5 separate regions of the Mus musculus genome follow, and all the other regions are linked to region 2. The links are chromatin contacts, called in public Micro-C and capture Hi-C maps. All regions are on one chromosome and are shown on one strand. The core of a region is the stretch at or near the end of the contact, and the rest is flanking DNA. Distances in the headings are between cores, read along the strand shown. Region 1 holds the start of P4htm (prolyl 4-hydroxylase, transmembrane (endoplasmic reticulum)). Region 2 holds the start of Col7a1 (collagen, type VII, alpha 1). Region 3 holds the start of Slc25a20 (solute carrier family 25 (mitochondrial carnitine/acylcarnitine translocase), member 20). Region 4 holds the start of Wdr6 (WD repeat domain 6). Region 5 holds the start of Prkar2a (protein kinase, cAMP dependent regulatory, type II alpha).

Evidence for each region. Hi-C and Micro-C count contacts between places; a contact is called where the count stands out from the background. Capture Hi-C pulls out chosen DNA fragments and counts their contacts.
Region 1: a Micro-C map of embryonic stem cells shows a contact between it and region 2, with 2.2 times the contacts expected there. The contact joins the promoter of P4htm here to the promoter of Col7a1 in region 2. A contact is called at or near these places in 2 of 39 promoter capture datasets (liver and stem cell-derived epiblast-like cells) and 2 of 484 Hi-C or Micro-C datasets (both in embryonic stem cells).
Region 3: a contact with region 2 is called in a Micro-C map of embryonic stem cells. The contact joins the promoter of Slc25a20 here to the promoter of Col7a1 in region 2. A contact is called at or near these places in 1 of 15 datasets of contacts at CTCF or cohesin (embryonic stem cells), 4 of 484 Hi-C or Micro-C datasets (cortical neurons and embryonic stem cells), 2 of 115 datasets of contacts at active chromatin or transcription factors (both in embryonic stem cells) and 3 of 9 other capture datasets (adipose tissue, embryonic stem cells and pancreatic islet).
Region 4: a capture Hi-C map of embryonic stem cells shows a contact between it and region 2, with 3 times the contacts expected there. The contact joins the promoter of Wdr6 here to the promoter of Col7a1 in region 2. A contact is called at or near these places in 2 of 39 promoter capture datasets (embryonic stem cells and stem cell-derived epiblast-like cells), 1 of 484 Hi-C or Micro-C datasets (embryonic stem cells) and 3 of 9 other capture datasets (adipose tissue, embryonic stem cells and pancreatic islet).
Region 5: a capture Hi-C map of embryonic stem cells shows a contact between it and region 2, with 2.3 times the contacts expected there. The contact joins the promoter of Prkar2a here to the promoter of Col7a1 in region 2. A contact is called at or near these places in 11 of 39 promoter capture datasets (HPC-7-derived erythroid cells, cranial neural crest, embryonic stem cells and 6 more), 2 of 115 datasets of contacts at active chromatin or transcription factors (embryonic stem cells and pancreatic cancer cells) and 4 of 9 other capture datasets (adipose tissue, embryonic stem cells, liver and 1 more).

What each region holds. Positions count from the first base shown.
Region 1 is chr9:108,595,445-108,599,873 of GRCm38.p6, forward strand. It overlaps P4htm (prolyl 4-hydroxylase, transmembrane (endoplasmic reticulum)), which reads right to left and starts at 2,168. Exons shown (of 9, transcript NM_028944.4): 1 at 1,764-2,168; 2 at 1,455-1,536. The coding sequence starts at 2,120.
Region 2 is chr9:108,952,275-108,956,986 of GRCm38.p6, forward strand. It overlaps Col7a1 (collagen, type VII, alpha 1), which reads left to right and starts at 1,312. Exons shown (of 119, transcript NM_007738.4): 1 at 1,312-1,362; 2 at 1,470-1,558; 3 at 2,056-2,236; 4 at 2,921-3,080; 5 at 3,169-3,262; 6 at 3,355-3,516; 7 at 3,618-3,781; 8 at 3,856-3,985; 9 at 4,088-4,204; 10 at 4,287-4,433; 11 at 4,519-4,635. The coding sequence starts at 1,471.
Region 3 is chr9:108,659,443-108,664,085 of GRCm38.p6, forward strand. It overlaps Slc25a20 (solute carrier family 25 (mitochondrial carnitine/acylcarnitine translocase), member 20), which reads left to right and starts at 2,694. Exons shown (of 9, transcript NM_020520.5): 1 at 2,694-2,890. The coding sequence starts at 2,786.
Region 4 is chr9:108,575,696-108,580,131 of GRCm38.p6, forward strand. Wdr6 (WD repeat domain 6) reads right to left here and starts at 3,018. Exons shown (of 6, transcript NM_031392.3): 1 at 2,799-3,018; 2 at 1-887. The coding sequence starts at 2,898. It overlaps P4htm (prolyl 4-hydroxylase, transmembrane (endoplasmic reticulum)), which reads right to left. Exons shown (of 9, transcript NM_028944.4): 7 at 4,321-4,411; 8 at 4,021-4,144; 9 at 3,167-3,613. The coding sequence ends at 3,393.
Region 5 is chr9:108,688,834-108,693,528 of GRCm38.p6, forward strand. Prkar2a (protein kinase, cAMP dependent regulatory, type II alpha) reads left to right here and starts at 3,310. Exons shown (of 11, transcript NM_008924.3): 1 at 3,310-3,879. The coding sequence starts at 3,624.

The sequences.
Region 1 (4,429 bases), core at 918-3,417, 360 kb before region 2:
CATATCCACCCACCCCCACTCCCCTGCCCACCCACTCCCCCTTTTTGGCCCTGGTGTTCCCCTGTACTGGGGCATATAAAGTTTGCAAGTCCAATGGGCCTCTCTTTCCAGTGATGGCCGACTAGGCCATCTTTTGATATATATGCAGCTAGAGTCAAGAGCTCCGGGGTACTGGTTAGTTCATAATGTTGTTCCACCTATAGGGTTGCAGATCCCTTTAGCTCCTTGGCTACTTTCTCTAGCTCCTCCATTGGGAACCCTATGATCCATCCATTAGCTGACTGTGAGCATCCACTTCTGTGTTTGCTAGGCCCCGGCATAGTCTCACAAGAGACAGCTACATCTGGGTCCTTTCAATAAAATCTTGCTAGTGTATGCAATGGTGTCAGCGTTTGGATGCTGATTATGGGGTGGATCCCTGGATATGGCAGTCTCTACATGGTCCATCCAGAGATCTCTTAATGCTCTCTACAAACTCCATTCCTTAGCAGCCAAAGGCAGCCCTGGGTCTGCTGATTCACACCACCAAGGCCATGTATAGATTGTTTTTGTTTTGTTTTGTTTGTTTGCTGTCATTGTTGTTTTGATACAGGTTTTTCTCTGTGTAGTCTTGGCTGTCCTGAAACTTGCTCTGTAGATCAGGCTGGCCATGAACTCAGAGATCTACTCGCCTCTGCCTCCGAAGTGCTGGGATTAAAGGCAGGTGCCACCACTGCCCAGCTAGGGTTGCAGAAATTTAACCCAGGCAAGGTCTGTGGACATAGTGCCCTCCCCATGTTGACATTGATAGTCTTTGGAGGACTTGGGGGGGTCTCCACAACACCATGGTTAGGTGTTTGAAGCCTATCATCTACTAAGAACTCAGAAAACAGGAGCTGTGTGTGATGTGGCTAAAATGGGTCACCCTAATAGGCTCTGCCCATGAAGGGTGAAAGACAGGAGTCCTAAGAATCTTGAATACTGGAAGCAAGAAGTTGGGCCTTTGAATGGTGCCCCTCTGGGGGGGGGGGGGCCGCTGGCTTTGAGGGTTGTCAGTTCATTCCAATATGGACGGCCTGATTCTCATCAGACCACAGGATTAGCTTTGGGAATGTGATCTCCCCAGAGGCCCCCGGGTCAGCTGGCACCTGGTTATCAGTCTCTCACCCTGCCCTGATCTGGAAGGTGATAGATTCGTAGCACAGACTGCCCAAAGATAACTTCAATAAACAGTTGGAACATTTGTCTCAGGGTCGTGCTGCCCAGCCTATGATGGAAGGGTCCGCTGAGGGAAGTGTGGAAAACGAACCTCTCTGTCCGGTTACGGAAAAGGAAGCTCTATTTTAGTAAACTGGATTCAGAGAGCGCATCTACGAAGCAGCCATGTTCAAAATAGTAAACACACGGTCAAAAGAAGCCTTGGGGTGGACACTGCAGCCTCCCCGGCCCTTCCCAGAAGTGTCCTGCAGACTTACCAAAAAGCAGCGGCTTGAGGCTGAGGGTTCGGATGAAGTGATCCCTGCCCGCGACCACCTGGACTTTCCGCTCATATCCCACCTAAAGGAAAAATACACAGCAGGCAGCTGGTGTGCCAGGCCGCACTGCTCAAGAAAAAGTCCCGTGTCAGGGAGCGACAGTAGCAAAGTAAGTAGGCGCGCGCGTGACCCGCACACAGTGATGCGTGGGGCACCGTGGTGGCCCAGAGCTGAGCCACGGTTCCTTCTGGCTCGGCTTGGCAGTGCTTGAAGCTCCGCTCGGGGCGGGAGAGGAGGGGATGTTCTTACCTTGATGCCCTCCAGCCGGGTGAGGGGACCCAAGGTTGGCACTGGCTGGGGGCTCTGCTCGCGGCGCTGGGGTCCGGGGTCTGTGCTCTCGTCTCCGTTGCTGTAGTGCACGAAGAGCAGCAGGGCCAGCACGTTGCCCAAGTACAGGTGCACGAACACCATCAGCACCAAGAAGTAGGCACGGGAACAGATGCCCCGCGGCTTGCACAGTGGCCGCACCGGGGCGTCTTCACTATCGCCTGGTCTGGTCGCTGCCCCGGAAGGGCGATGCTCCGGTGGTAGCGGCCACTGAAGATTTGAGGCCTCCTCGACTGTCTCAGCCTCAGGCCGCTGCACGGTCGCCACCGCTGCCGCCATGGCGCCCAGGTCGCGCGCGCGCCCAGGGGAGGGGCCGCGGGGGTGCTCGCGTTGCGCAGTCGCTGGGACCCGGACGGCAGAGTCAGCGCGCCCGGCGGTCACTAGGAGACGGTGCTCCGGGATGCTGTGCCTACACGGAGCCGCACCCATCGGTCCATACTGAGATCCTGGGACCTCGCTCACACCCGGCTGGTCGTTTATGGAGCTGTATATACTCCAGTGCAGAAGGCCATCCACAAACATGGAGGCACATCAGCGGAGCACCGTTAGGACAGACACCATTGCAACTAGTAGTTTCTTGGTTCCCGGGAGAAGACGCCCCCCCCCCCCCCCCCCGGCCCCAGAAAGTGTAGTGGGCATTTTCTCACTCTTGGGAGAAGGGAGTCAGAGAGTGATAGAAATGGGACATACGACATAGTGGGATGCTGAGGCCAATGACTGCACACTGGATGATGAGATTATAGAGCAGTTCCCACGAGTTCGATTTATTTAACTAAAACATTTTATGTCTATGGGGTGGTTTGTTTATGGGTATGTGCACTCCATGCATGTCTGTATATGAGGACAGAAGGGGCGTTGGAGCTGGAGAGACTTACAGACGTTTTTAAGTCTCTATGTTGGTGCTGGGACTAGAACCGGTGTGTTCTCCAAGATGGATCTTAGCTAAAGAGCCTCTCTCCAGCTTCCGTTTTTGCTTTTATTAAAATTTTTTTCTTGTTGTTTTTTGTTTGTTTGTTTGTTTTGTTTTGTTTTGTTTTTTCGAGACAAGGTTTCCCTATGTAGCCCTGGCTGTCCTGGAACTCACTTTGTAGACCAGGCTGGCCTCAAACTCAGAAATCCCCCTGCCTCTTGCCTCCCGAGTGCTGGGATTAAAGGCATGCACCACTACACCCGGCTTATTATTAAATTGTTTTTAAACAATACACACAAACAAAAAACCAAACCAAACCAAAAAAAAAACCAAAAACAAAAAAACAAAAAAAACACCCCAAAACAAAAACCAACCCAGACAGGGTCTCATATAGTTCAGGCTTGCTCATCAAACTTGAAAGGAGCAGAGGATAAATTTATTCTCCTGCCTCCACCTCTCAGATGCTGAAGTTAGGGCTGGAGAGATGGCTCAGTGGTTAAGAGTACTGATTGCTCTTCCGAAGGTCCTGAGTTCAAATCCCAGCAACCACATGGTGGCTCACAACCATCAGTAATGAGATCTGATACCCTCTTCTGGAGTGTCTGAATATATATATTTTAAAATGCTGGAGTTACTAGGTATGCACCAAGATATTCAAGATATTCTTGAAGGTCCTTCGGCAGTCAGACTGGACCACTGAGGGAATCCTGCAAGTCAGACTTTGGTGAGAGGCTGCCCAGGGTGCCCAGGTTGGGCTCCACCCAGTGTCCCTCAAAATGAAGCAGGTGCTGTTTGTGACGCTTGCCTTAGCTCCTGGATGGGAAGAGGGAGGGTGGAAGGCTTTCCCCTAATCAGGACACCTCTGAAGAAAATAAAACTCAGATTATAAAGCAGCGGCCAAGGCATTTTTTTTTAAAACAGTAATTTTTCACAATGTATTATTAATTTTATATCTGATTCCCAGTAAATTCATGCTTGCTTTCTTTCTCTTCTTTCTTTCTTTTCTTCCTTTCTTTCTTCTGTAGCTGTCTTCAGACACTCCAGAAGAGGGAGTCTTGTTTCAGATGGTTGTGAGCCACCATGTGGTTGCTGGGATTTGAACTCCCGACCTTCAGAAGAGCAGTCAGGTGCTCTTACCCACTGAGCCATCTCACCAGCCCAAGGCATTTTCTTTTGAACGCTGCTCTTAGGCTGACCTATGTTCCCCCCTCTCCCAATGCAGTAAAGTGCTATATCGACAGCTCACTTCCAACATTCTACAATGGCAGGCTTCTTCAGGGTCACTAAATGCCAGAAGTTTATTAGCTAATCTAGTTATCCTTGAGTACTTTGTTAATCTTCCTAACCCAGAAGATGATAGGTACTGGAGTTTTCTGGGTCAGAAGGAAATAGGTAGCAATAAGCGATCAGCACCAATGGTCCTCCATCTTCATAAGAAGAGGGAACAGAGATCTCTGGTAGCACGGCACACCCCTACACACAAGCAAAAGCAATAAGGACATGGCTTCTTGCCCCAGAATTTATTTTTAGTGTGTGTTCATGGCAGCTGAAGACTGATACTGATAACTTCTTTCATCCTTCTCTACTATATTCACTGAACAGGCTTTCTCACTTGAACCCAGGGTCCACCAACTGAGCTGGTCTCATTAGTTAACTTGCTCTGAGGACACCAGACCCA
Region 2 (4,712 bases), core at 62-2,561:
AGCTTTCCTGACAACTGGGAAATTGAAACGGATGGTCCTCTGTGCCCTGAGGTTCGCCCATGCTAGAAAACTAAACACCTGCACCTGTCCCCATCTCCCCACTTAGCCTGTGGATCTGCGGGAGGTTGCAGGGCCAGGCATATTGGAAGCAGCCATGGTGAATGAGGGAATACTTTCTGGTCTGTGCTGAACTGTACAGGACTGACTAGGAAGCAGAGGAAACAGGGCCCAAATGGGGGCTAGTTTTCTTAGGAGTGTCCCTCTATATTGATGACACCCGCCTAGTCACCATGCATGTATAACCAAAGGAAATCATTAGGAAAGAGGGCTTGACCTGTGACTGGCAATGACTGTCCACACGAAAGGATCAAGAGGGGGGTCACATAGGGAGGGGAAAGTTAGATACCTTGAGGCAACAAGGAAAGGAGTGTCATGGTGTGGCCCTGCCCTAGTCAGGGAATTGAGTAGAAGGGGTGGAGGGGATTCTTGCAGGTTCTAATGAAGCCAAGTAGATGGGGAACCTGGCCTGAATCGTGGACAGGCCTTGCCAGTGGGAACGTGGGTATCAGGAGATGGATTCCTGAGAGATGAGCTGTCAGCATGGGTGGTCCATCCCCCCCCCCCCGCATATGGACAACCCTCCCTCTTTGCAGACACAGCTGGATGGCATCTGTCTAGGGTAAAAGACTCAGTAGGGAGTGAGCGGCACTGGGATGAACAAATATGAACACGCATGGCACAAGTTCTTTCTTCCAAAATGGGGAAGTGTTGCTTAGATCCAGCCCAGTGGAATCTTGGGGTCCCTAGGATAGTCCCATAGTCTCCTGTTTGCTGGGGGCTGCTTTGCCTGTCATGAAGGTTAGGGTGCGGCACAGGAGGGCCACCAGACAGAAGCATGGCTGATTCACGTTTGTCAAGACCTATAGCCTGAGGCTTTGTCTGGGCACCCCATGGGGTTAGGGGTGAGTCAGCGCCAGCTGCAGTATGTCCTACCTACCATCAGGCTGCTACCCCTATGGTCTGCTGGAACCTGTCCACATTTCAGAGAGCAGCAATGACTTCATTGGTCACTCTAACTAGAAAGCAGTCAAGACTTGGAACCCTAAGTAAGGTTGGGGTGCTCTTGAAGTGTCTGTCAAAACCCTGAGTGATACTCGAAAGTCTTGGGACCTGACCTTGCCCTTAAGTGCGTCATATCTTAAGTCCAGGAGAAGTGGGGTGGGGGAAGCGACCTCTGGGGAGGTGGGTGGGGGCGGGCCGCCAGGTCCCCGCCTGCTGCTCCGCCTCCTGGGATCAGGGACTTTTCTCCTCAGTGCCGGCAGGACTTGCTGCGGCGCGGGAGCAGGCTGACTCCTCGCACAGGCAAGATCGGGACTTGGGGTGGGGGGTACTCGGTTTCCACCCGCCAAAGGCTTGGGAGACAAGAGACAGAGAGGTTGGGTTCCTGGCTAACTGTTTCTATCACTCAGGATGAGGCTGCGACTCCTGGTCGCTGCGCTCTGCGCTGCAGAGATCCTGATGGGAGCGCCGGAAGTGTGGGCCCAGCCCAGAGATAGAGGTGGGCATCTTTCGGGGCTCAGCACCCTGTCTGTCACCTATGCATCTACTCAAACTTTATCCCTGACACCTTTCCACCGATGAGTCCCCCAAACTCTTCGTGGATTCTTCCTAAACTCCCTGAATTCTACTCTGCATTCCCCAAATTGCCTCCTATCCCATATGGCACACAAATTCTAGCTCCCTGGATGCAGGCTGATCCTCTGTCCTCAGCCACCGGACAACAGTCCCTCCACGCTGATTTCAGCCCCGCAGCTACACCCCTGCTTGCAGGTTATCCTCCCCCAAGGTGCTCCTGCCCTCCCTGAGAAGCTCTGTTCAGAGTCCCACTGCGGTTTCCTCCAACACTGGCAGAAATACGCCTACCTGGGCTCCGTTTGCAGAGGAACATAAAGCCTATTGTCCTTCCAGTCCCCAAGTCCCAGGGGACCTCAGTGCCTAGAGGATGGTGGGTGGCTGTATTCCCTAAAAGGTCATGATCTCTCCTCCCTGCTTCAGTGACCTGCACACGCCTTTATGCTGCTGACATCGTGTTCTTACTCGATGGCTCGTCGTCCATTGGCCGCAGCAACTTTCGAGAAGTGCGAGGATTCCTGGAGGGGCTGGTGCTGCCTTTCTCAGGAGCAGCCAGTGCACAGGGCGTCCGGTTTGCCACAGTGCAGTACAGTGATGATCCACAGTGAGTAGTCGACGTGGGGTCAGGACTGTAGGCCCCAAGACCCCTTAACAGGAAGGAGTCTAGAAATAGGCTTTGGAGAGCCCAGAAAGGCCCTCGCCAACACCTCTTCTGGAGAGAGGTGGGGATAACTTGGAAGAGTGTTCTTGTCCTAAAACACCTCTCAGTCAGTGTCCTGGGGTTGTGGTGGGGTGGGGGTGGGGTGGACAGGATGATTCTGCTTCCTGATCTGCATAGAGAGAGAGAGTCCAGGAGCTCCAGGCGTTGGGCTCCTGGTGGAGTCTGCATGTTTGGGCTCTGCCAGCTCTTCAGCCCTCTGTTCATCAGAAATGCTTTGTCTGGCCAGTGACCACTGTCCTGAAACTGAGCCCTTCCTCCTACAATTATTTAATCAGATATCCTGCCCACACACACCACCACCACCACCACCACCACCCCCGCCCCAGGCTAGGGACCTAGAGGGTTCCAGGCCTGTTGAGGCTCAGTGACATTGCTATGTCAAGCAGCATCTGAGGAGGCTGCTAACGTGGACACTTCCGCGGTAGAGGGCTGGGGGGGGGTGGGGTCTCAGAACCAAGGGTGCTTGCCTCAGAGCTCACTCATCTCAGTGGCCTCATCTCAGAGGCAGGGCTGGAAGAGATCATGACCCCCCCCCCCGCCTTGTGTTACCCCGTTTCCTCCCCTCAGGACAGAATTTGGTCTGGATACACTTGGCTCTGGGAGTGACACCATCCGAGCCATCCGTGAGCTCAGCTATAAAGGTGGTAACACTCGCACGGGGGCCGCTCTTCACCACGTTTCTGACCGTGTCTTCCTGCCTCGTCTAACACGTCCTGGTGTCCCCAAGGTGTTCCCTATAAACCTACCATGCCTGCAAATGTGACCCCAAAATAAATGTCTGAAACATCCCTGACTGCTCTTGGCACCCATCCCAGGTCTGCATCCTGATCACAGATGGGAAATCCCAAGATTTAGTGGACACAGCTGCCCAAAAGCTGAAGGGGCAGGGAGTCAAGCTGTTTGCTGTGGGTGAGAACCAAGTTGAGGCGAGAGGTCTGTTGGAGTGGGGGACCATTCAGAGAATGTGTAAGCAACTGAGCCCGGCTTGGGCATCACTTCAGGAATCAAGAATGCCGACCCTGAGGAACTGAAGCGTGTGGCCTCACAGCCAACCAGCGATTTCTTCTTCTTCGTCAATGACTTCAGCATCTTGAGGACCCTGTTGCCTCTCATTTCCAGGAGGGTGTGCACAACTGCTGGTGGTGTGCCTGTGACCCTGCCTTGTAAGTTTCTGCCTGTTCTGGGTACCCTAACCCCAGCCTGGGAGTGCCGACCTATGCACTCCTTGCCCATGACCTGATACTACCCCCAACCCCATTCACAGCTGATGACACTCCGTCTGGGCCCCGGGACCTGGTGCTCTCTGAGCCAAGTAGCCAATCCTTGCGAGTACAATGGACAGCAGCCAGTGGCCCTGTGACTGGCTACAAGGTTCAGTACACACCTCTGACAGGGCTAGGGCAGCCACTGCCAAGTGAGCGACAGGAGGTAAGGATATTAACAGTGACTGGTGGCTGCTAAGGACTTGGCTGGACAATGAGATGACCTTTGGCCCTGGGCAGGTGAACATCCCGGCTGGTGAGACCAGCACGCGTCTCCAGGGTCTCCGGCCACTAACGGACTACCAAGTGACTGTGGTTGCCCTCTATGCCAACAGCATCGGGGAGGCCGTGAGTGGGACAGCTCGGACCAGTGAGCAATTCTGTCAACCTTTGACCCCATTCTCCTAACCACCCAGCCCCTAAACCCCTTCTTACTTTTGGCTTTACCAATCCCTGGCGGGTTTTCCCTCAGCTGCCAAGGAAGGGCTAGAATTGAGCCTCCAGAACATCACATCGCACAGCCTCCTGGTGGCCTGGAGGAGGGTACCAGGTGCTAATGGCTACCGTGTAACATGGCGGGACCTCAGTGGTAAGTGAGAGGCATGGACTGACAAAGTTATCGATTCTTACATCTATAAGGCCCACTGAACCCTCTGTGTACTCGCATACAGGTGGGCCAACCCAGCAGCAGGACCTGAGCCCTGGACAGGGGTCAGTGTTTCTAGATCACTTGGAGCCTGGCACGGACTATGAGGTGACCGTGAGCGCCCTATTTGGCCACAGCGTGGGGCCTGCCGCTTCTCTGACTGCCCGCACCGGTGAGGAGCCTGAGTCCCTTTTTCAGGCTGGGCTGGACAGGCACAGCAGGGTACAGAAGCCACTGATACCCATGTGCCCTGGCAGCATCTTCTGTTGAGCAAACCCTGCATCCCATCATCTTGAGCCCGACATCCATCCTCCTTTCCTGGAACTTGGTGCCTGAGGCCCGCGGCTACCGCTTGGAGTGGCGTCGTGAGAGTGGTCAGTGCGAGTGGACAAAGCCAGGCGGGCAGGATTTGGGGCTTGGCTTCGGCTCACCTGGTCCTGCCATCCTGCAG
Region 3 (4,643 bases), core at 1,444-3,943, 290 kb before region 2:
CAGCCAGGGCTACACAGAGAAACCCTGTCTCGAAAAGCCAAAAAAAAAAAAAAAAAAAAAAAAAAAAAAGAAAGAAAAAAGAAAAGAAAAGAACCTATCCTTCAGCATTCTCAGAGTGCTCACAACCATGTGTAGGGGTTGCTCTTTTTCCTGTGTCCCTCTTACCAGTTGTCAACCAGCCATGTTCTCAGACATTCTCCGAGCACCAAGGTGCAAGGAGACCAATAGCTGCTGCCCGTTTTTCCCTGGTGCCTCTGCTTCCTATTTCTTCTTCTGCCAAGTTCACACTCTCTAACCTGGGCTGCTATCATTATCTCAGCTGGCTTTGCTGCCCTAGTCTCTCCCCGACATAAACTGATTCAGTGAAGACAGACTTTCGATTGTGTCCCTGTTGGGTCTGAAATTCTTCCACCATGCCTCATTACCTCCTAAGAAAAGAGACAGGGGCTGGCGAGATGGCTCAGTGGTTAAGAGCGCCGACTGCTCTTCTGAAGGTCCCGAGTTCAAATCCCAGCAACCACATGGTGGCTCACAACCATCCATAACGAAATCTGATGCCCTCTTTTGGAGTGTCTGAAGACAGCTACAGTGTACTTACATATAATAAATAAATAAATCTTTAAAAAAAAAAAAAAAAAAAAAGAAAAGAGACAGGTGGGCTGGAGAGATGGCTCAGTGGTTAAGGACACTTCAACTGTCTGTAACTCCAGTTCCAGGCCATCTGAAACCCTCTCAGCAATGCACATAAAACATAAAATTAAATTTTATATATATATATATATATATATATATATACATATATATGACATGGTTTTTCTTTTTCTTTTTTTTTTGGTTTTTCAAGACAGGGTTTCTCTGTATAGCCCTGGCTGTCCTGAAACTCACTCTGTAGACCAGGCTGGCCTCGAACTCAGAAATCCGCCTGCCTTTGCCTCCCGAGTGCTGGGATTAAAGGCGTGCACCACCACGCCCGGCTATATGACAGTTTTTTTGTGTATTGTTTCAACTTCCTTGTCCTCCATTTTCCCATAGGTCTTTGGGACCAATCAACCGCCATCACTTCCTGATTCTAGTGTTCCTGACTCTCCCATCCCCTTTGAAGCCCTTGCTCATAGTGATTGCAGATTCTTTGGTCTCCTACTTCTTTGCTTATTTTGTAGGCCCTTCCTCATCTATTTGATCTCTAAACACTAGAAGGGGAAGGGTTTCAGGGGTTGTGAGGGTTCCCACTCTCTTGGTGATCTAATTTCACTCGTTAATACTGAATTTAACCACTAGCCCGAGCCTCTTTACAGAATCCTGGATCAGGAGATAGATCTATTAATAGAAATCTCAAACTAATTATGTCTAAAATGTCCTTTACCATCCTCTAATCTGCTTGACCCCATCTCTTCCCCAATCTCAGTTAAAGATGATGTCTTCTCTCTAGTTGCTAAGGCCAAAAACATTAGCATTGTCCCGTAAGCCTCTCTCACAAAACTTTTTCTAAAAAAAAAATATATATTTACTCATTTTTATTTTGTGTCCTTGAGTCTTTGCCTCCATGAATGTATGTGTGCTTGGTGCCCAAAGAGGCCCAAAGAGGGCATTAGGTCTCATGGAAGTATAGTTTCAGACAGTTCTGGGCTGCTACGAGGGTGCAGGGAACAGAACCCAGGTACTCTGTAAGAGCAGCCAGTTCTCTGAGCTGCTGAGCCAGCTTCTGCAGCTTCTGCATGAGTAGTGAGCAGAATGAATTTCCGTTCACTAACAGGTCCTTCGGGTTTTCCTTTAGAAAATATTCACCATTGGATCGCACCTCGTTAACAACTCTGCTATGTGCTGGTCCAAGCCAACATTTCTACTCATGACCTTTAACTTTCTCCAGCCCCCTGGATTTCCTCTGGCTGTTTTCACCAGCAGTTACAGCGATCCTGATTTTTGTCTGTTTGTTTTAAAATCCGATCTGAGATTGTTAGTCTCCATCTAAAACCTGTCATAGAAGAGACTGATGTCCTCACAGTTCCTCCTGATGAGTAGTCTCCGTTTCTCCTGTCCTCACTGGCTGCTCCACCATCCCACCGCACCCCATTCCCACCCCTGTGGCCTGTGGTTTCTCAGATTTGACAACACAGACATCTCAGAGTTTTCAAATTTTCTTTATCTTCTGCCAGAAAGGTCCTTCATCCTTTACCGGGTATCTTTAGACAGGACTCATTTCCATGCCCTAGATCTTAATCCTTTGCCTTCCTAATGAGAGCTTCTCTTGTTTAACAAATTAGTTACAAATTATTTGTCTCCCACACTTTACTTCTTCCCGGATTTATTTTCCTATAGAGCCATTTTTACCATAGGACATATGCCATTTTTAACTTAGTCAAGGCTTATCAAAGACAGGGACCTCTATGGGGTACCTCCACTCTTCAGCACCTAAAAAAAAAAAAGTGGCTGTCACGCAAAAGGGTGTATGCGACCTCTGGGGAGTGCACAGATGCATAGGACCACAGAGGACCAGAGAAAGAAAAAAACTCAAGTCCAAGAAGACTTCCTGGAGGAGTAAGTCCCTGACAATCATTCCCAAGCCCCTCCCATACATCATTAGGGAAAGAGCCCCGCCCACTAAGGAGGAGGGCAGCCGGAAGTAGACTTCAGGGCGGAAGCCAGGCTAGTACGACTGGGCCCTCTTTCCGACCTGCCCACGGCCCCGCCCACCTGAATGTAGGTGAAAGGTCGGCGGAGCCGCTCGGGCAGCGGAGCAAGACCAAGACTGCCCGGAGCTGACAGACAGACAGACAGAAGACTGAGCATGGCAGACGAGCCGAAACCCATCAGTCCGTTTAAGAACCTCCTGGCTGGCGGCTTCGGCGGCATGTGCCTGGTGTTTGTGGGGCACCCCCTGGACACGGTCAAGGTGCGCGGAGTGTGGACGGGGGCTTGTGGAGGAATGCCCCGGGGCGGTGTGTGTGTGTGTGGGGGGGGGGGGGGGGGTTACGTGGAAAGTAGGGACCGCCGCGAGGTGCTGCCTTTCTGAACAGAAGTGGAGCCGGGCTGATGGATGCTTCCTTCCGTGGGAAGTTTACAGAGGGTTGGTATGTAGTTTACTAGGAAGCGCTGCTTTACCTAACCCGGCCAGAGGCTCTGCATTCAACTCCCTGGCACCTCAAAACAATTTTTTTTTCCTCTCGAGAATCAATACGAAATAGACAGAGGCTGTACCTCGCGCCCTAAGAGCCCTACAGCTCCTATTTCAAGGTCTTCGGATGGCAGTCTTTTTTTGAGCCCTGCGCACTTCTTTGGAGATGAGAAAGAAAAAGCTGCTGTCTGTGCCCGGTTAACCCTGATATTGTTATAAAGATTGGAACAGGTTATCTGTAGACTTGACCTCCCCCACAAATTAAGGACAAAGGTGGCAGAGATGTCCTTTGACACAGTCTCGTAAAGCCGGTGTGTCCCATAGCCTATCTCTTGTGCACTTTTCTTTGCCTGAAGAGGCACCTGGCCATTTACAGCCAGTCATTCACTGCAGGGTAAGCTGCATAGTCACCCCCATAGCAAGCAATGACCAGCCAGGCTCAGGTGTGGAAATCGAGGGGACCTTTCTCTCCTCAGCCTTTTATTCTTCCTCTTGCTGTACTCTCAGCCAGGTCTTGTGGAGACTAAAATCTATATTCGATGACTTAGCTCATAGATGAGCTCATATAAGCTCGTAGCTTATAGGTTTCTTTTTTCTTCTTCTTCTTCTTCTTCTTTTTTTATGGACATAGACCTGAAAGGAAATGACAGGTCATAGCCAGGATGAGCCTGTGAGAAGAAGACATGAGTCTTTTGTGTGTGTGGATGGCGTGTTGCTGGGGGCTGGAAGCCAGAGAAGATGTGAATCTCATAAAGGTGGTAACCTCGGTTGGGGGCTTGATAGGATGTCAGATCCAGTTTCCTCTGAAAGAGAACAGTATCCAAGGGCTCTTCCTTGGCAGGCTTGACAGCAGGCTATCTCACGGCCTCTGTTCAAAGTGAGGCTCACCACAGACAGCTCATCCCGAGGAGACTCTGTAGTGTTCATCTGTGAGAAATCAGATCCTATCAGTAGCAAAGGCTGTGCTTCTTATTCTTAGTGCTCCTAAGACAGTGGCAGGTTCAAGTAGCTCTGTCTAGCAAGGGGGAGTTTGTTTGGCCTTTATTTCTAATCTTATTCTACAGAGGCAGAAATCTTGTCCTGCACACCTGAGACTTTTAAAAAGCAATATCCTGACTCCTTATATAAGTGTACTCCTCTCTCGTCTCCTCTTGCTCTTGATGTTACACCCAGCAAGGGCCTAGTGACCTCTGTACAGGATTATAAACGACTGAAAGTGCTCACTGGAGTCTTGACAGAGAGGATTTTCCTTTGCAGTATAAACCAAACCCATGGCTGACCACTGTCCTTTTGACCTCGGAAAGCTGGGTGGTTACCAACTAAAAGCTGATGCTTTTGTGATTTGGTGTTTGTTTTTGTATTTGTTTTTATTTGTGTTTTTTTTCCCCTTTGAAGACACAGTCTCATGTATCCAATGCTGGCCAAAAACTCAAAATGAAGCAATTAACCTTGAATTTCTGCCCTCCTGCCTCCCAGGTACTTGAAGGTTCTTTCAAGGTTTCAAAGAAACTAAGCCTTGGCCCCTATGTCC
Region 4 (4,436 bases), core at 1,768-4,267, 370 kb before region 2:
GCCTGCCAGGTGCCAGAGTCGAATGCCTGAGTCGTCTCCCCCAGTGACCACCCAGGCCTGCCTCTCGTGAGTGGCTATGGCCCGGATACCTCGGCCCCGGTGGCCCCGAAAGGCTTGAAGGATCTCGCCTTCGTGGCTCCACACCAAGCAGACACAGTCTTCTCCTGCACTGATGAGATAGTTCTCTAAGAGCTTCACCTGCCACACTCGGGCACTGTGCCCAAAGCAGTGGCCAATATTCTGAACCCGACCCCCAGGCACCCGGAGGTCCCCCACCTTCCAGAGACGAACACTTCGGTCTTCTGAAGCAGTTGCCAGCAGGCCCTTGCTTTCCAGGTATGACATGCTAAAGATGACACCCACATGGCCACTAACCCGCCGGTCAGGGGCCACGGGTTTGTTGTCTGTTAAAGCAGTGGCTGGGTACCAGATCAGGAGCTCATTGGAAACCGCGCCAGCCACGATGGTCAGTTCCTTCCAGGTGTCACCAACCAGGCAGGCTGAGGACAGGGTACACCTGTCTGTGCAGGGGACGTCCTGCAGCATGCACCCTATCACTGGGTCATACAGTACCACCGAGTTGTGGCCCAAGGCCACGGCTACGTTACCCTCGATCCAGCGGACATCCCAGATCCAGTCGGACATGTTCCACAGGCCAGAGCGCCAGAGCTCCCGAAGATGGCTTTGACCCCAGCTGACTTTCACAACTTTGAGGCCCTTGCTCCCAAACACAGCTATCATGGCCTCAGAGTCCAGGTCTCCTTTAGGCTCTGGTCGCACTCGGAACCCATGGATGAGAAAGTGACCAAGCAGGTTCTGGACTCTCTTCACCATTCGGAGATGCCCACCAAGGTCCAAGTTGTACACCAGTAAATCAGGCCCCTCGCCTAGACAGAGGTAAAGAGCCACATCAGCACCACACACGCACGCACGCACCTGATCCTAGGACGCATGAGTGGAGCAGGCCACTCCTTAGCATACAGACTCAGAATATACCAGGACACAGCATCCTACCAAACCCGTGCCTCCACTTCAGCCGGACCTCAACTGCAAAGGCACACTCCTGTCAGTCACTCGTTTTTGTGGTAAGGTTCTCTCAGAGAGCCCAGGTTGGCCTTGAATTCAAGATCCTCTTGCCTCAACCTCGAATCTGCTGGGACTGTGGCAGTATGCTGTCATGCCTGGCTATCCATCACCCTTAATGACAGTCACTAGGATTTCCTCTGGTGCACACCATCCTTACACTTCAGATGGAAAGCCCTTGCTCTGCTCTAGCCCAAACTCTCAGCTCCACCTGCCTCTGCATGCATTTTCCAGATTCTCCCTCCCTTAGGGAAAAGGCTGTGTCGACCTTTGCACCCTTTAGCCATCAGCATCCTTCATCAGTCTAATCCCTGAGGCTCAACAGAGGCGATGGGGTGGGTAGGTATGTGGTTTTGTGTGTGTGTGTGTGTGTGTGTGTGTGTGTGTGTTTGTGTGTGTGCATGCGTGCTGAAGCTGCCCACACTTTGGCAGGCAGGGGTGAGGCTTGCATTCTGGCCCCACCCCTGGACAGCTGTGAGATCGTCCTTTGTATGCGACTGAGACTTAAAAGCAACAAGGCTTGGGAGGAGAGATGAGGTGCAGGTATTAAGAACCTGGACAGCATTTAACACAGCAGAATCAAAGCTAGCGTCTTCTGAGTTAGGAACATTCCTAACTTGTGCTCAAGAGGGGCTTGTCCAGGGCCTCCCTCTATACAAATCCACATACTTCCCGGGGAATCTCTTACACCCCCATACATGTGTATAGAACCCACAGACGTTTTCTAGAATGGGACTCTCAGCTCCCTTTTGGTCATCTTGCAGCCGTTTGTTTCCCACGATCTCCTCCTCCTCGGACTCGTCAGGATTCCTCATTACCTTACTCCTCTCTTAATGTCTCTTTCTTCAAAATTCTACGGATTTCATTTCCTGAAGTTTGCCGGTCCCACCTCCAGAGAGTTTAGCTCACTGGAGCAACCCAATGTTTGCACTTGCACACACACGCACGCACACGCACACACACACATCAACTCTAGAATATACCCTCACCACAAGACAAACACGCAGCCCTGCTGAGGCTAATAATGGCTGACCCAAGGCCTAATTGTCAGTGCCAAGGGTCCTTGTAAAACCCAACACCACCATCACCAAAGGATGGCTTCGCATCAGGCCCTACTGCTTCCAGGACACTTGGCACCTCAGAGCCATCTCAGACCTTTACCACCAGACACTGAGACATGTGATTACTAACCCAGTTGGCTCAGACCCCCCAGTTGGTTCTCCAGAGGAACCTAAGCCCCAGCCTCTCTGGATACTGCTCTACTCAGAAAGCAATTTTTTGGCCCCCTCATCTTTGGGGGCGGAGCTTCAACCCTCTCCAGAAGCCACACTCCCGCCACACCCCCTGAGGCTGCCCTTTTTTTTTTTTTCTTCCTCTCCAGGGGTTTTGATCATTTGCGTTCACCTGAGGGTGCAACGTCCCTCCCCCAACATGGAACGACTGCGTCCCCCACACCTTCAAGCGTCTCTGTCCACCCTTTCCAAGCTGGCTGCAATTTATGAAGAGCTGCCACTGTCTCTCGAGCCCCGCCCTCCTCCGCCGGCCTGTGTTTCCCGCCACCTCCGAACCTGCCTTATTCCCCCCACTCCCACCCCTCGCCAGTCCCCAGCCCGCTGCCCATCCTCCTCCCCAGGGCATCCCTTTGTCCGGTGCGACCACCCAGGGAGAGGCTAGTTCTTCGCCCGCTAGCACGACTAGAGCCGACCAAGCCTCACCCGCCAGCAGCCTGTCCCCAACACACTCCAGACCCGTAACCGGGAGGAGTATGAGCTCGGAAGTCGCCCGCGGCCAGACATAGTCCCCGAAAGCGTCCATGACGTTCCTGGAGCTGCTGTGGCTGCCACGGACAAGAAGAGAGCTGCGTTCTCGCGAGAACCAGCCGTCTGGAGAGCCGCGCTGCAGAGCTCCGAAGCCCTTAGCTACAGGTAGCAAAGCCCTGGCGCTGGGCTGCGGACGTCCAATGACGACCCTGTCCCCCACGCGATCCCGCTCCTGATTGGCCGGATCAGAGTCACCCCCCCACACACACACACATGAGACTAGCCGGGAGGGGCGGTGGGCCTCCCCTCCCCCAAGCGGGCGCTTAGCTCGCCGGCCCCTGGCTGGAAGCCCTGTAGTTTTATTTAACGGAGCAGCATGGAGGCTGTACACCAATAAATAACGTGAATGTAGGAACTGCGCCTTTGATCGCGGCTGCAGGCAGGGAGGGCTAGGGCAAGAGGTCGGCCAGAACTTCAGTCTGCAGTAGGACAGAGGACCTGCAGGGTCTTTGACGTTGGGCAGCGGGTGATTCGCATCAGGGCCTTGCGTCAGAGCTCCACACGGGCATCACTGTAGGCTCGGTCCAAGGCCCACTCGGGTTGTGAGTCCATGCCACCTTCCCGAGCCAGACGAGCCATCTCCTGCTGGAACAAGGCTTGCCGTGCCCGGCTAGGGTCCACATTGATCCAGTTGTTAGCGATCCACTTGGTGCCGCGGGTGACCAGGCAGCCCCCATGCAACGAGTAGTCGTCCACTTCACCCACCCAGCCTGGGGTAAGAAGGTGACATGAACAAAGGACAAGTTAGGGAGGGGAAAACCCTAGATTGGCTCAGCCTGAGCTGTGCACACATCTAATCCCCATGGAAGGACTTGGCGTCTCACCCACTAAGGCATGGTCAACATACTGGCCCTTAAAATTAACCAAGCTTCCTTGCTTCTGAGCTTGGCTATAGCTCTTCCCAGCCTGGGTTGTGGAGAGAAGTTTCCCTGCCCCAGACAGCAGGAAGGCTGGTGCGCAAGGACGGTGGGCGGAGATAACCGAAGATACTGTACTAGTGCTACTGTGCTTTGAAATCCCTGGCTATGGAAGACAGGAACAGTCCTCCAGGAGAGCAGGAGGGAGAGATGAGTTCCCTCAGAGAAGCCCAAGACCTGGCCATGAGTAAAGCCCTCACCTTGCCCATCAGGAAGGTAGTTGTACCAAAAGACTGCAGTTCCTTGCTGGGGCTTGACACGAAGGTTGCCCTTGTCACAGTGCCTTCGAGTGTCCCGGAGATCGACATCATCCTGAATCAGACTCTGTAGGCAACAAGGTGAGGCTGTTTGTGGACTGCCTGCCATTGCAGGACCAGGCAGCCAAGGTTGGCTGGAGGGAAAACAGGCAGATGTGCCCTCGTCCCAGCTCTGGAAGGGTGTGTACACACTTGCCCAAGGCCCTACCAGCCCAAGAGTAATAACAGCTCACTGGCCCTTACCATTTCATCATAGGTCCTGTTGTCTGCCACAGGGAAGACGGTCTCACCCCCACCGGTGACATTGTTCAAATAAAACAGCACTGTCATGTAGCTGTAAGGCAGGGGGAGGCTGCTGA
Region 5 (4,695 bases), core at 2,060-4,559, 260 kb before region 2:
TGAGTTCGAGGCCAGCTTGGTCTACAGAGTGAGTTCCAGGACAGCCAGGGCTACACAGAGAAACCCTGTCTCGAAAAACCAAACCAAACCAAACCAAAAAAAGAGTCTAAGAAATTCACTATTTTACTGGAAACAGCAGTTGGTACCCTGCCTAAGTTTGCTTTCATCAAAACCCTCCCTGCTGTTGGTGCTAAACTGCCTGTGTCCCTCCTCTGCAAACTGTGCATGGCAATTGTAAAAGCCTATGAGAACAAGCCTCATTGTATTCATATCTGTATCTGTGGCTGGTGGTATGGTGGTCTAATGATGTTCATTACCTGAGGGTTGTGAGGAAGACAACATGGGATGAGGGGCCTCATCTGCTGGATGGCTTTTGCTTCTGAAGGTCTCCGCTTTAGGCCTTTCCACCCACCATTGTCACTTGCTCTTAGCAGCTGTTTGTCAGTGGTGGGTTTGGTTGCCATGGTAACAGCTAGTCCTGTAGCTGGACAGGCTTGGATGCAGGCAAGATGGCATTCAGGACAAAGGTTGAAGATGCAGGGCTTAGATCCCTGATGCTCTCTTGTTACAAGGCCTTTCAGTTAGCATAAATGGGCATTCATGACAGCCATTGTTCCTGTAATTATTGAAGGACAGGGAAGAGAGAGACCCTCCCTTTGGAAACCTAGAAGTGAGGGAGGTAGTCAGATTGGAACTACAAGCTATTTAACTTCACTGTGAATCTTCTGTATGGAGGAAGGTAAGGAGCAGCTAGCTGTAGGGTGTCTAATTTCTGTTCATGTCAGTCCTTTGAGGATTTTGTTGTGGCTAAACCCATTTAGGCTTGGTGCTAAGTACAACCTCTATTGCTGAGTCACAGCCTAGTCCCTCTTTAAAACAATTGCTTTTAGATTTATTTATATGGATGAATGTTTTGCCTCCACGAATGTATCTTCACTGCATCTGTTGAGGTCTGTATCCTTTGTAGTTCCCCTGGAACTGGATAGTTTGTGACAGTATGTGGGTTCTGGGAGTCCAACCCAGATCTTCATGAGAACAACTGTTCTTACCACTGAAAGAACATCTCCAGCTCTAGCCTGCTTTTTTTTTTTTTTTTTTTAATTTAAGATAGAGATTCCTCTGTGTTGCCTAGGTTTGTCTTAAATTCCTGTGTGCAAGAGTGATTTTTTTTCCTGCCTCATTCTCCTGAGTAATGGGATCTACAAATGATGTGTTACTATACTAGGTTAGGGTGCCCTCTGAATGCTGTCTGTTGGACAGATGGATGGTTAGGCTGTGCTGAATCTGTTTAACAGGTCAGGAAAACCAGACTGTTTCTGACAGAGGCCAATAGGGTTTCAGTGTACCGGGAGACCCTGTCCACACCCAACTCTGTCAACAACCTTTCTCTTCTCTATTTTGTAATTGAGGTCAGAGTCCTAACTCTTCATTTGCCTGTGCCCCATTTAAAACATGTAAGACATGATAATGTGGGAAGACTGGAACTTGGAGTTGTGAATTTACCTTTCCACAAGCTTGGCTGTAGGGTTGCTTGCAGAGAGGCAATTCCCTTGGTAATATGGTGCAGTGGTGGGGGGGGTCACATCTAGGTTTTTTGGATTGTAATGGCAAGATTTGAATCCTGGAAAACTTTTAAGAGTTGGCTAGACTGGGCCGTGGTGGTGCACATCTAATCCCAGCACTCAGGAGACAGATCTCTGAGTTCAAGGTCAACCTGCTCTAAAAAGTGAGTTCCAGAACAGCCAGGACTACACAGAGAAATCCTGTTTTGAAAAACCAAACCAACAACCTCTCCCCTCCTCCCATACCCCCCCAAAAAGAGCCAGTCTGCTCAAGAGAAGACCCATCTCCACTGTGTTGCTTTGCTTTTTTGTTTTTGATTTGAGATAGTTTCATGTAACCCAGGCTAGACTTGAATTATGTAGCAGCTTTGAAAGAAATGATACATATTATGAGACTGAAGTCAGGAGAGCAGTTTCTGCTTCTTTTGTTGCTGAAATGTATCATTTGTTCCTTCTTCATTCATTCATTCATTCATTCAGTCTTCACAAGTATGCTGTCAGTGCCTCCAGCCAGCATGCTGGATACTGCTTCGCCGCCACTCAACATACATTCAGGGACACATAGCTGTTTGTAGTCTCAGGTCTACCTAGCTTACAGCCTGGACTGGCCCCTACATTGAGTACCTCAGTAAGGTGTTCCCCTGTCACCATACACAGCTCAGTTCCCAGCAGCCTGAGGTTTTGGGTTTGTGCCAGGCCTTTATGGGCGGTGCTAGTGGAGATCTTAATTAATACTGGTTAATTACCAGGTGGTGCTTAACAATCCCAATACCCTTCAGGTTCCCAAGCTCACGAGTTGCTGGCTGGTTCCGGCAGGGAGAGGGAGAACAGTATTCTCGCTGGCTCTTTGGCCAGCACCTAGGCTGGATATTCCAGAAAGGTCTGTAACTTCTTTTGTTCAAGTTTGGTGACAGGAGGAAACAAGTTGAGGAACAGCAGGTGCCTCTCTAGTTCACCTCTGCCCTCTTCCCAAAGGCAAAAGACAACACGGTCTGTGGTCTGCTCAACTTCACCAAGTAGTGTGGCCCAGGGTTGAGTGGGGAGGAAGGAGGACTCTAAGTCTAGGCCTGAAGACCAAGATGGAAGTGTCCAAAAGGAGGAACAAGCCCCGAGGTCTGTCCAGCTCCTGGCATTATTCTGCTTTCTTACTGCCCACAATCGGCTGAGCGAGCTCTTTCAGGGTTATTTCTCTGCTTGAGGCTCACAAGTGACTATCTCACTGAAACTTTTACTTCCTACAAAGCCTTCCCCCTTTGACATCTCACGACGTCATATTAGACTCCTTAGGACCTCAGGCAGTCAGGCACGCATCGTTCTACCTGTCAGTCAAGGTGGTTCTTCTGACTTGACTAGGTCTTTGTTCCTGTTGTACAGGACTTTCCTCCAGATCGTTCTCTGGGCAAACCTGCTCAGTACTTTAGGCTTAGCATTAATGTCGTTCCCTAGAGTAAGCCCTCTGGCCCTCCACTAGAGCAGGGGTCAAGGTGAGGTGGTCCTGTGTCACTTCAGTGACCCTGGCACTCCTTTAAGAGGCTCGCAGCATGCTCCGAAAGCATGAGTGAAAGGTTTTTGTGACCAGGCGAGACGCACTAACCAGCCCGCCTCGCAGCCGGGCCACTCTTTCCTCATCTCCGGGGCCTCCCGCACCTTGACCATGGGCTGCTCCGAGAGCGGGAGGCTCAGCGGCGCACGCGCACTCTGGGCCAGCTCCTGGCCGGGGACGCGCACGCCCGCGGCCGCGTGCGTCACAACCCGGGCGCCTGCCGCGCCCGTCCAGCTTGCCTGCCCGGCGGTCCCCGCGGCGGCGGCGGCGCGGCGGCGGCAGCGGCGGCGGCTGCGGCCGGGTGACAACAGCAGCGGCGCCAGGCTGGCTTGCTAGCGGAAGGGTCGCGCGGCCCGCACAACAAACTCAGACCCGGCCAGAATAAGGCGCGACGCGAGGAAGGCCGAGACGGGCCGCGCGGGAGACCGCGGGCGCGGAGTGACAGGCCGGCGTGAGGGAGCGCGCAGGTTGCAGCCGCCGGCCGCCCGGACCCGCCGGGCCCCTCGGACGTCGCAGGCATGAGCCACATCCAGATCCCCGCGGGGCTCACGGAGCTGCTGCAGGGCTACACCGTGGAGGTGCTTCGGCAGCAGCCGCCCGACCTCGTCGACTTCGCGGTGGAGTACTTCACACGCCTGCGCGAGGCCCGCCGCCAGGAATCAGACACGTTCATCGTCTCCCCGACGACCTTTCACACGCAGGAGTCCAGCGCAGTCCCCGTCATCGAGGAGGACGGGGAGAGTGACTCGGACTCGGAAGATGCCGATCTGGAAGGTAGGCGGGCGGGGCAAGGCCGAGGTGCGATGTGGGCACCGAGTGAAGGGTTCAGGGAGGGACCCGAGGGCCGACCAGGGGTGCCCTGGGCTCGGCTCCCGGCCTTACCCTGGGCCGAGACCCGAGAGCTCTCCAGCCCAGCTGCTTGGGTTCCCCGGCGTGTGAGCATTCCAAATTGAGCTCCGCGGTTCTCTGAGCCCGAGCGTTCACGGAGAGTGATTTGTCAGATTCTGCCTTGAATGAAGCGTGCGCGTTCTTTGGTCCGCGTGGTGGCGCGGAGCTTGAGTCGGTCCCGCCAGAAGCTGCTCTGCCTCTTTGCCTTAGACCCCATAGCCTGCTTGCTTTCCGAAGACAAGAGCACCAGCACCCGGCAGCTCGCCCCGAATAAACCGGATGATCATTTCATTTGCAAAGAATTCCGTTTTGGAAGAGTTATTGCTGAAAACTGTTGGAGACGAGGCCGATCGCCTTGATTAAGCAGGAACTCAGTAGGTAGTTCAAGCTGACCTCGAACTTGGGGTCAACTATCTACCTCTGCCTCAATGAAAACCTTATAAGCATACACATAAGAGGAACGATGAGCTGAGCCCCTCCCTAAATGCTGTCACTCACATTCAGTAGCTGAACCTCCTCCCCCAATACTGCCTGCCGCTCACATTCAACAGTTATCAATATTTTCACTATTGTTTTACCTATATATATATTTCCTCTCTCCCTTTGCTCAAGTATGTAAAGGAAATTTCAGTTATGCCATTTTATTCGTGTCCAGTTAATTATGCGTTCCTCCTTCTCTTCCTCCTCCTCCTCCTCCAAGTT